Linked DNA regions of Zea mays: region 2 is linked to region 1. Evidence: chromatin contacts called from public Hi-C data. All regions are on one chromosome and are shown on one strand. Each heading gives the region's core, a stretch centred on a gene start, on an enhancer-like site or on the middle of the called end of the contact. The rest is flanking DNA. Distances are from core to core; before and after follow the strand shown. Region 1 holds the start of LOC103647557 (pathogenesis-related thaumatin-like protein 3.5). Region 2 holds the start of LOC100276653.

Region 1 (4,321 bases), core at 1,366-3,865:
TCACCAACTTCATAGCATGGATGGGGCGGATTTTCGTTTACTCAACTCTGCCAACATCGTGCTTATACCTAAAAAGCCGGATGCTTTGACAGTGGGGGACTACCGCCCCATCAGTTTGATACACAACATCGCAAAAATCTTCTCCAAACTGCTTGCTAACCGGCTGGCCCCCCTCCTCAACACTCTAATCTCCAAGTCCCAAAGTGCCTTCATCCAGAAAAGATGTATACAAGACAACTTCCTTTATGTGCATAACGTAGTTAGAAGACTACACAAGCAAAAAAAAACCGGCGCTCTTCCTGAAGCTTGACATCCAGAAGGCTTTCGACACAGTTAATTGGGGCTATCTCCTGGAAGTCCTCCAGACCATGGGTTTTGGCCCTCGTTGGCGTGAGTGGATTTCCATCCTTTTTGGGTCCGCCTCGTCTCGAGCCCTCCTCAATGGCCGACAAGGAGCAACCATCCAGCACAGGAGGGGGGTTAGGCAGGGAGACCCCCTTTCCCCTATGTTGTTCATCCTTGCCATTGATCCGCTGCAGCGTATCCTGGACCTTGCAGCCAGAAATGGGATCCTTTCCCCCATTCCGCTAACTACAGCAAAACTGAGGACTTCTCTCTATGCCGATGATGCTGCTATCTTTATCAACCCCTCTAGAGAAGACCTCCTGGCGGTCAAAGACATCCTGCACGCTTTTGGCTGTGCCTCGGGCCTGGTCACCAACCTTGAGAAGAGCTCTATCCACCCGATAAGATGTGATAACATAGACCTAGACCACGTGCTCCAGCCATTCCAAGGGACCAGGGGGACCTTCCCGTGTAGTTACCTAGGCCTCCAACTTCACACCCGGGCGCTCCAGAAAATTCATGTCCAACCTCTGATCGAGAAAATCCAGAACCGTCTGGCCGGATGGAAAGGAAGCATGCTCAATCGGGCTGGTCGTCTCACGCTTATGTCTTCCGTCCTGTCCGCTATGCCCACATACCACTTGTCGGTCTTTCCCCTCGCGACATGGGCCCGTAAACGCATCGATAGGATCCGCCGCTCCTTCCTCTGGAGAGGAAAGGCTGAATCAAATGGAGGCCATTGTCTTGTGGCTTGGCCACTAGTCTGCAAGCCCAAAACCCTAGGCGGTCTGGGCATTCTCAACCTCGACAAATTCAGCTGCGCCCTCCGGCTAAGGTGGCTTTGGAAGAGCTGGACGACAGAGGATCATCCTTGGAAAGGGTTTGATGTGCCTTGTAACCTTGCGGACAGGCTCCTCTTTAGCGCCTCCACCATCGTCACCGTTGGAGATGGCAAGACAACCAAATTCTGGCACGACAGTTGGCTTGATGGCATGGCGCCAAGAAACCTAGCACCACACCTCTTCGAGCTAGTCTCAAGAAAGAACAAGTCAGTTGCCATTGAGATCAATGACGGGAATTGGATCAGGTCGTTGAGAGGCAAGATTACCTCCACGGTGCAGATTGAGGAATTCGTCTCCCTCTGGTTTAGACTCCATGATTTCCACCTCCAACCACAGGTGCCGGACTCCATTGCCTGGAAATGGAACCCCGACGGTGTCTTCACGGTAAAATCAGCCTACAATGCACAATTCATTGGGTCGTACAGCCACATTAATTCTGATTTTGTTTGGCGGGCACGGGCAGAGCAAAAGTGCAAGATTTTTGCTTGGATTCTTCTACAGGACAAGCTCCTCACTGCTAACAATCTGGCCACTCGGGGTTGGCCGCACCAACCAAACTGCTCCCTCTGCAATGGTCCCTTGGAGACCGGCCCCCACCTCTGTTTGCATTGCCCTTTTGCCCGGGCGGTGTGGCGTCAGATTCTAGTTTGGGAGGGCTTGAGCCTCCTGGCCCAGGCTGACCCTACTCACTTCTCCAGCATAAAAGACTGGTGGGAAGCTACATCCTCCCCGCTCCCAAAGAACCAAAAGCGTGACTTCAACGGCCTCATGATATACACCCTGTGGAACATCTGGAAGGAGAGAAACCGGAGGATATTCGAAAACAGCGCCCTCACCCCTATCCAATTAGCCTTGAAGATTAAAGAGGACGTGTGCACTTTCAAGAGAGCCATGTTCCTCCAGTATTAGGGTTGCTGCATTGGTTTCGCGGATTTGTGCGGGTCTGTTGGGAGCGCTCCTCACGTTGTGTTTGCTAGTCTGTCTTATCTCGGTCCTCGGACCTGTACAGTGTATTTTCTGAACTATCTCCTTTTAATGATTAGGCAGAGCTCCTGCCATTTCCTTCAAAAAAAAAAAATTGCATCCTGTCCAAGTTGGGACAAGAGTTGAGTTCTCAGTAATGTTCACGCTGATTTGTTCAGATCGGCAGAACAAAGTATATCTGGCCAGGAATTAAGGCATATACATAATCGCAAGCTTTACCCGCATGGGCCAAACAATTCACGTTAACATCGTCAGCTTATCGCATCCCAAAAGGTATTTCTTCTTCCCCAGGCCACCGCATATATCCACGCGACATGCTAAACCAAGCTCACCAAGAAAAGCCACTGTCTTGGTAGCACCTGGCTTGCTTCCCTCGCCACCAGTCGCGTGCCTCGAGCTTTAAATCTCTCAAGGATGCCCCCAATGCATTCCCCTTTCTCCCTCGGATTCACATCGGTTGGCAGATTTGCCACACCCAAATCAGTAGCATGGGAGAACCGAGAGCTCGCCGGCTGTGCCTGCTTGCTCTGGTGCTCGTGCAGTGGCACCACGTCTCGGTGGCCATGACGTTCACTATCTCCAACTACTGCCCCCACCCGATATGGCCGGGGACGCTCGCCGGGGCCGGCACGTCGCAGCTTTCCACGACGGGGTTCAAGCTGGAGCCTGGGCAGACGGCCCAGCTCGCGGCGCCGGCGGGGTGGTCGGGGCGGATATGGGCGCGGACAGGGTGCGTGTTCGACGCGGAAGGCGCGGGCGTGTGCCAGACGGGCGACTGCGGCGGGCGGGTGGAGTGCCGCGGGTCCGGCGCCACGCCGCCGGCCACGCTGTTCGAGGTCACCCTGGGGCAGGGCGGCGGCCAGCTGGACTTCTACGACGTGAGCCTCGTCGACGGCTACAACCTCCCGGTCGTCGCGATCCCGCGGGCGCGCCAGGGCGCGTGCAACGCCACCGGATGCATGGCCGACCTGAACCGCTGTGAGTGCAGTGCCGCTAGCTGTCGGGTCCCTACTCCCTACTCTACTCCAAAGACAGCCTTTACCGGCCGACTGACCGTACGTGGCTTTCGTTTCGGCAGCGTGCCCGACGGAGCTGCAGGTGGACTGCGGCGGCGGCGCCATCGCTTGCCGGAGCGCGTGCGAGGCGTTCGGGCAGGACAGGTACTGCTGCAGCGGCGCGTACGGGACGCCGGACGCGTGCCACCCGACGGTGTACTCGTCCATCTTCAAGTCGGCTTGCCCGCGCGCGTACAGCTACGCCTACGACGACAGCACCAGCACCTTCACCTGCAAGGCCTTGGACTACACCATCGCCTTCTGCCTCCCGACCTCCGGGTATAATTTATTTATTATATAAACCGACTTGTTACAACGTACGACGGGTCGACAGCACGTCATCACGCATGTATTTGCTTGCTGCTTGACTGCTTGTTCTCATCACCCATCACTTGTCCCTTCAGGATAAAGAAGTCGGATGCGATGTTTCTCGGAGCTCAGATGGATGGCCAGAGCACCGGCGATGGCAGTGCCGGTGCGCCGCCGATTTACAGCAACAATGGCGGTTACAAACCGCCGATCTACAACTACGGCGGCGGAGGTTCTCGTTGGCCGGCGACGACAACCTCGTCCGCGAGCAGCAAAAGATGCATGCAGCCGTGGCTCTTGCTAGTGCTCGTCTCCTTTTCTCTGAAGGCGCTCGGCTGATCTTGTTCATGCAATGCCTTCTCGAGAAGAGTTTGACGAAGAAATTAATGGAAGATCGATCTGATGACTGGTGAACATGCATGTTAGCAGTTATGGCTTCTGGATCGACGAAAAGACCGCCCGATCGAGAGGCTGAAGAGGGCCTTTTCTGGCATTTAGTTCTGTGCCATTCGAGCTGATGAGAGAAACCGGCTGGCTAATAGCTAAGTATTGGTTGGGTGGTAGATAAGACATTAGCTGATGATCTAAACAATAGCTGATTTTCAGCGGCTAACTGTTAGGTTCTAGTGAACAAAGAGAAAAATGTTGTATAGATTCAAACGACTTTGTAAATCATTGGTTCATTTTAATTGCAGTCAGATTGAGATAAACACACGCAGAATGTTTCCTTCCGTTTCCGTAGAAGATGACTGTCGGTACTCTAAATCAGGGGTACCCTCTTCTACA
Region 2 (4,321 bases), core at 731-3,230, 190 kb after region 1:
GCAAAGAATACTGCAGGATAAGGTAGCGAGCTAATCCATCGTACGAACGCGGAATAATTTCCAGTGCCAATCGCGCAACAGGATAAGATCACATTGCAAATGCACAGTCATCTCCCGGCCCCACACACACACTCTCTCTCTCTCCTTCCCCGACACCAAAGCTAGTATAAAATATAATTATCACATTTTCCCTCACACGGAAGATGCAAGTGTAAGGATTAGGACATCAATCGAAGAGCAAAAGATAAGGGGATAAGACAACCAGAACAGGATCCTTCAGTCGCCACCCTCCGTCTGTTCAAATACTACTCAGTCGCCAAAAAAAAACGTGATTTTTTGTGTATGGAAACAATGTGGCAGGGCCGTCAAGAACGACGTCGATTCACGCACCAGAACGAAAGGAACTCCGCACTGGTTTTTGGCACTCACTTCGGATTTGTTTTATGTGGCAACTCGTTGCTGTTCTCTCTTCTCTCCATGTTTGGCGTTATTTAGCGCTGCCTACGGTCAGTTGGCAATCGACCTGTGTCAGAGTGCAATCATCGGATACCCTCATCGAGCGGATCATGCCACAGCAACAAAATAACCAAAGGCAGCTAACCCCACCATGATCTTCATTTGTTAATGATATCCTGAAGGTTGTTACTGCGTCCGCCAAATTCAATTTTAAACTAAAACGTGATAAATAAAAAGGAACGGATAGAGTATTTGTTAGGTCAGTCGATGCACTTCTTGTGACTTGTGAGGTCAAAGAAACGGAAGCCAGGAGGATGAACACAACAGACTTGGATCTTATACACCGGAACCATATAGTAAGTGGCTACTACTACATCTCTACTGGTGGTGGCCAAGAGAGGAGGCCAGAGCTGGAAGCAGATCTGCGGCTGCTAATCACTACTCCCCCTCAGCGCTGCTGTGGAGATCGGACAGCGAGAAGGACCTCGGGGATCTGAAGCTCCCGAGGCCGCCATTCGGCCCGTTCCTCCGCCGCATCCCAGCACCGCCGAGTCTAAGGGGTGGCAGTGCCCGCGCGTCCCGGACGTTCTTTCCGCGGTGCGGCGGCGGCAGCTGGCTGCACTCCACGTCGTCGGAGTCGGAGTCGTCCTCCTCGCCCTCGTCCCCCTCGGCGACGGCGTGGTCGGGGCCCAGGAGCGGGGGCAGGTAGGCGGCCGTGGCCAGCGAGCTGCAGGAGGCTCGCCTGGACCAGTTGGCCAGGATGCGGCGCCGCTTGTTGAACGGGTTCTCCGGCTTCGCCAGCTCCTTGGCCGCCGCCACCGTCGACGTGGCCTCGGCGAGGCTGGTGAACGACCTGGACTTGCCGGAGTAGAAGCTCGAGAGGCCCTTCCTGACCAACCAAATTTAAAGCGTTTCCAGTTAATAGGCCCCCAAAAAATCATCCTTTTGAATAAAAAAAAGATCCCATTTTGCAAAAGCAAGCGAAATAGCATGAGCGATCCAAGACGGAAACCAAAAAAAAAAAAACTTTTACGAACTCACTTCACGGGCAAGGAGTCCTCGAGCGCGTCCAAGCAATCCAGCGCGTCATCTTCCTTGAGCTTGCTCTCGACCTCCTCGTCCACGTCGTCACCGCCGGCCTCCGACGACGAGTTCTCACCGATCGACGAGCCCGACGGCGACGGCGCCCCGACCGAGGAGGTATCGGTCAGCACCTCTTCCTCCGCCACCTCCTCTATGAAGAAGCCGTCGCTCCTCCTCTTCCCGACCGCCGCCATGTCCGCCTCCTTCCCATGCCCGCCGCCGCCGCCGCCGCTGCCCCCCTTCCCGGATCCGGGGAACCCGTAGCGCGGCCGCGCCTCCGCCACCGCCGTCGACATGTCGCCAGAGACGCGAGGTTCGACGGTCCGGTCGTTGCCAGTGTGTCTGGAGTAAATTGAGCAAATCTCGGGTGGATTGGATATGTGTCCGTCCAAGAACAGGGACAGGAACTCAACAACTTGTATGATGAGAAAATGAGAGAGAGGGCCAGAGAGGGGAAAGAGAGAAGAAGATAAACGCAGGCAGTAGGCAGGATAGGATAAGAGCAAGGACCACGACGCAACCTGGGTGTGGAGGTCGCTGAAAGAGGTAGCAAAGCTCCAGGATCTTCTGCAGCCAAACCACGAAATACACGCGATGTGTGCTGTACTGTTGTTGCGCGATTGATTCCAATTTTCCAATTGCACGCGAGCAAGGTCAGTAATGTGGCACCGTATCCCAATGTATCACTGCCATAGTGCCATATCTCAAGTTATCCAACCACTGTATTACACTCACACCTCAACACATCCATAGCAAGTCAAAAAAACCAATGAGAGGACGTAATTATTGATAGCAAGTATCACAATGCCGTCTTGATATTTTTTTTTTCTTTTAGCAAGTTCTGTATAGTTATATACTTATATAATACACGGTTTTTTATGGTGTAGTGTAAACATGTGTTACTCGATGGCTTTCTCTAGCCGATATTTTTTCAGTGGCTACTAGATCTCCTTGTGAGTAGTGTTTTTGCTCGAATAAATGGGATGGTCCATATTAAATGCTAGATAGTTAAAGGTTAATCCCACATTGCTTGTTGAGAACATGTATAACGGATGTCTTGAGCCGTGTCTTCAAGTGTGTTTAAGGGGACAAATGTAAAAAAAATAAGACATGTATCTTAACGAAGACATTGTATCTTGGCTTTATGCTCGAGACGAGGAATAGCTAATTGGTCAATTTAATTTATTGAATGCTCTGGTTGGTGCAGTAGATATAGTAAAATATAGGTTTTAGACACGCACATTGTATTGTATTGTGTTTTAGTTATATCTTATATTTAGAGTATCGTACGGTAGTGTTAGGGTTGTACATCCTCTGAGAGATACTTTGACCAACTTAAAAGGTACGTTCAGAATATATCTGCTATAGAGTTAAGTAGGGGCGGACCTACGTTGATGCGAGTGGGGGCGCATGCCCCCGCTCATTTCTCTGTTGTAAGTAGTAGTGTCTAGATTTTTACTAATGAGGTCCCTTGCTCAGACTAACTTAGAGACCTTTTCTTTAGTATTCTAGCGCTTATCTTTGCAAGTATACCCTCAGTCCCATTATTTACTGGGTCCGCCCCTGGAGTTAAGGAAATAGAGTTGAGAAAAGAAGACGATAGTGTTCGAGGGTTACCACCATTGAGTTTAGAGTATCTAGGTTCTTAGTTTATCTTGCGGTCCTGCCAACTATAACGATACATTCAATTTCTTGCGTTCATTCCTTTGAAATGTCATTGACATCGTCGCGAGCGTCTCGAGAGAAAAATCCTGTGTGACCGCCGCATCGTTGGTTAGTTTTTCCTGCAATCTTCTCCTGGCTGCTGCTACGATGTCAATGGATATCCCTCCAGAGTCCTCCGTGTACTGCTGTGCAAACCCACTCGTCGATCTCACTGTTAAATGAAAATAGACGGTGGATGATCTCATCCAGAGATAAGAAGTCTCCAGAAGATCCAGAGAGAACAAGAAGTCTCTAGAAGATTAGCGGTTACCCATTCCCTTAATCCTAATTAACAATAATGTAAACGCATAAAGTAAACGTGCTTTTCAACCGAACGGATGTGCGGGCGTGAAGCCGTACGTTCACTATGTATATATTGTTTATGTTAATAGAATACAGAGATCAGAGATTCATTCTCAAGCAATACTTTCTAAACACGTTATCAGCACCCGTCTCTAACTGTCGAGAGAGGCCACCACCGACATCCAAAAAACCAGAGAAGGACTCGCCATGAACCACCACCGTCGACATCTAAGAAACCAGAGAAGGACTCGTCGTGAACCACCGCCGTCAACATCAGGGAAGGAGAAAAGCCAGTCAGAAATCCGGCGAGAAAGACAGAGAAGATGTCTACCGGAAATGGTTCATTGGAGGAGGAATTATGCCTTGTGGATAGCTGTACCACAAACTCTATATTAACTGAGATAAAATATTTTCAGACTTTAAAGAAAAGGGAAGGAAATGTTTTAACAATTGCAGGAAGAGATGCATTGATAGTTGGTTCTGGTAGAACCATTATCACTCTCCCAATGGGTACTCAAATTGTGATCGAGAATGCTTTATTATATCCTGATTCAACTCGTACCTTATTAAGTTATAGAGATATTCGTAAGAATGGGATCCATGTGGAAACATATGAAGAAAATAAAGAAGAATATCTACTTCTTACTAAACCTACTGAATATGGCAAACAGATATGTGAAAAAATTCTAACTCTAGAATCCGGATTATATTATACATACATCAAGCCCATTGAACATGTTGCATACAAGGTAATTTTTCAGAATGTCGATGCATT

Evidence for each region. Hi-C and Micro-C count contacts between places; a contact is called where the count stands out from the background.
Region 2: a contact with region 1 is called in a Hi-C map of leaf, with 7 times the contacts expected there. The contact joins the promoter of LOC100276653 here to the promoter of LOC103647557 in region 1. A contact is called at or near these places in 2 of 25 Hi-C or Micro-C datasets (endosperm and leaf).

Annotation. Positions count from the first base shown.
Region 1 is chr2:196,820,361-196,824,681 of Zm-B73-REFERENCE-NAM-5.0, forward strand. It overlaps LOC103647557 (pathogenesis-related thaumatin-like protein 3.5), which reads left to right and starts at 2,616. Exons shown (of 3, transcript XM_008672076.4): 1 at 2,616-3,149; 2 at 3,250-3,505; 3 at 3,631-4,249. The coding sequence starts at 2,660. The coding sequence ends at 3,874.
Region 2 is chr2:197,014,039-197,018,359 of Zm-B73-REFERENCE-NAM-5.0, forward strand. LOC100276653 reads right to left here and starts at 1,981. Exons shown (of 2, transcript NM_001350171.1): 1 at 1,498-1,981; 2 at 671-1,341. The coding sequence starts at 1,835. The coding sequence ends at 888.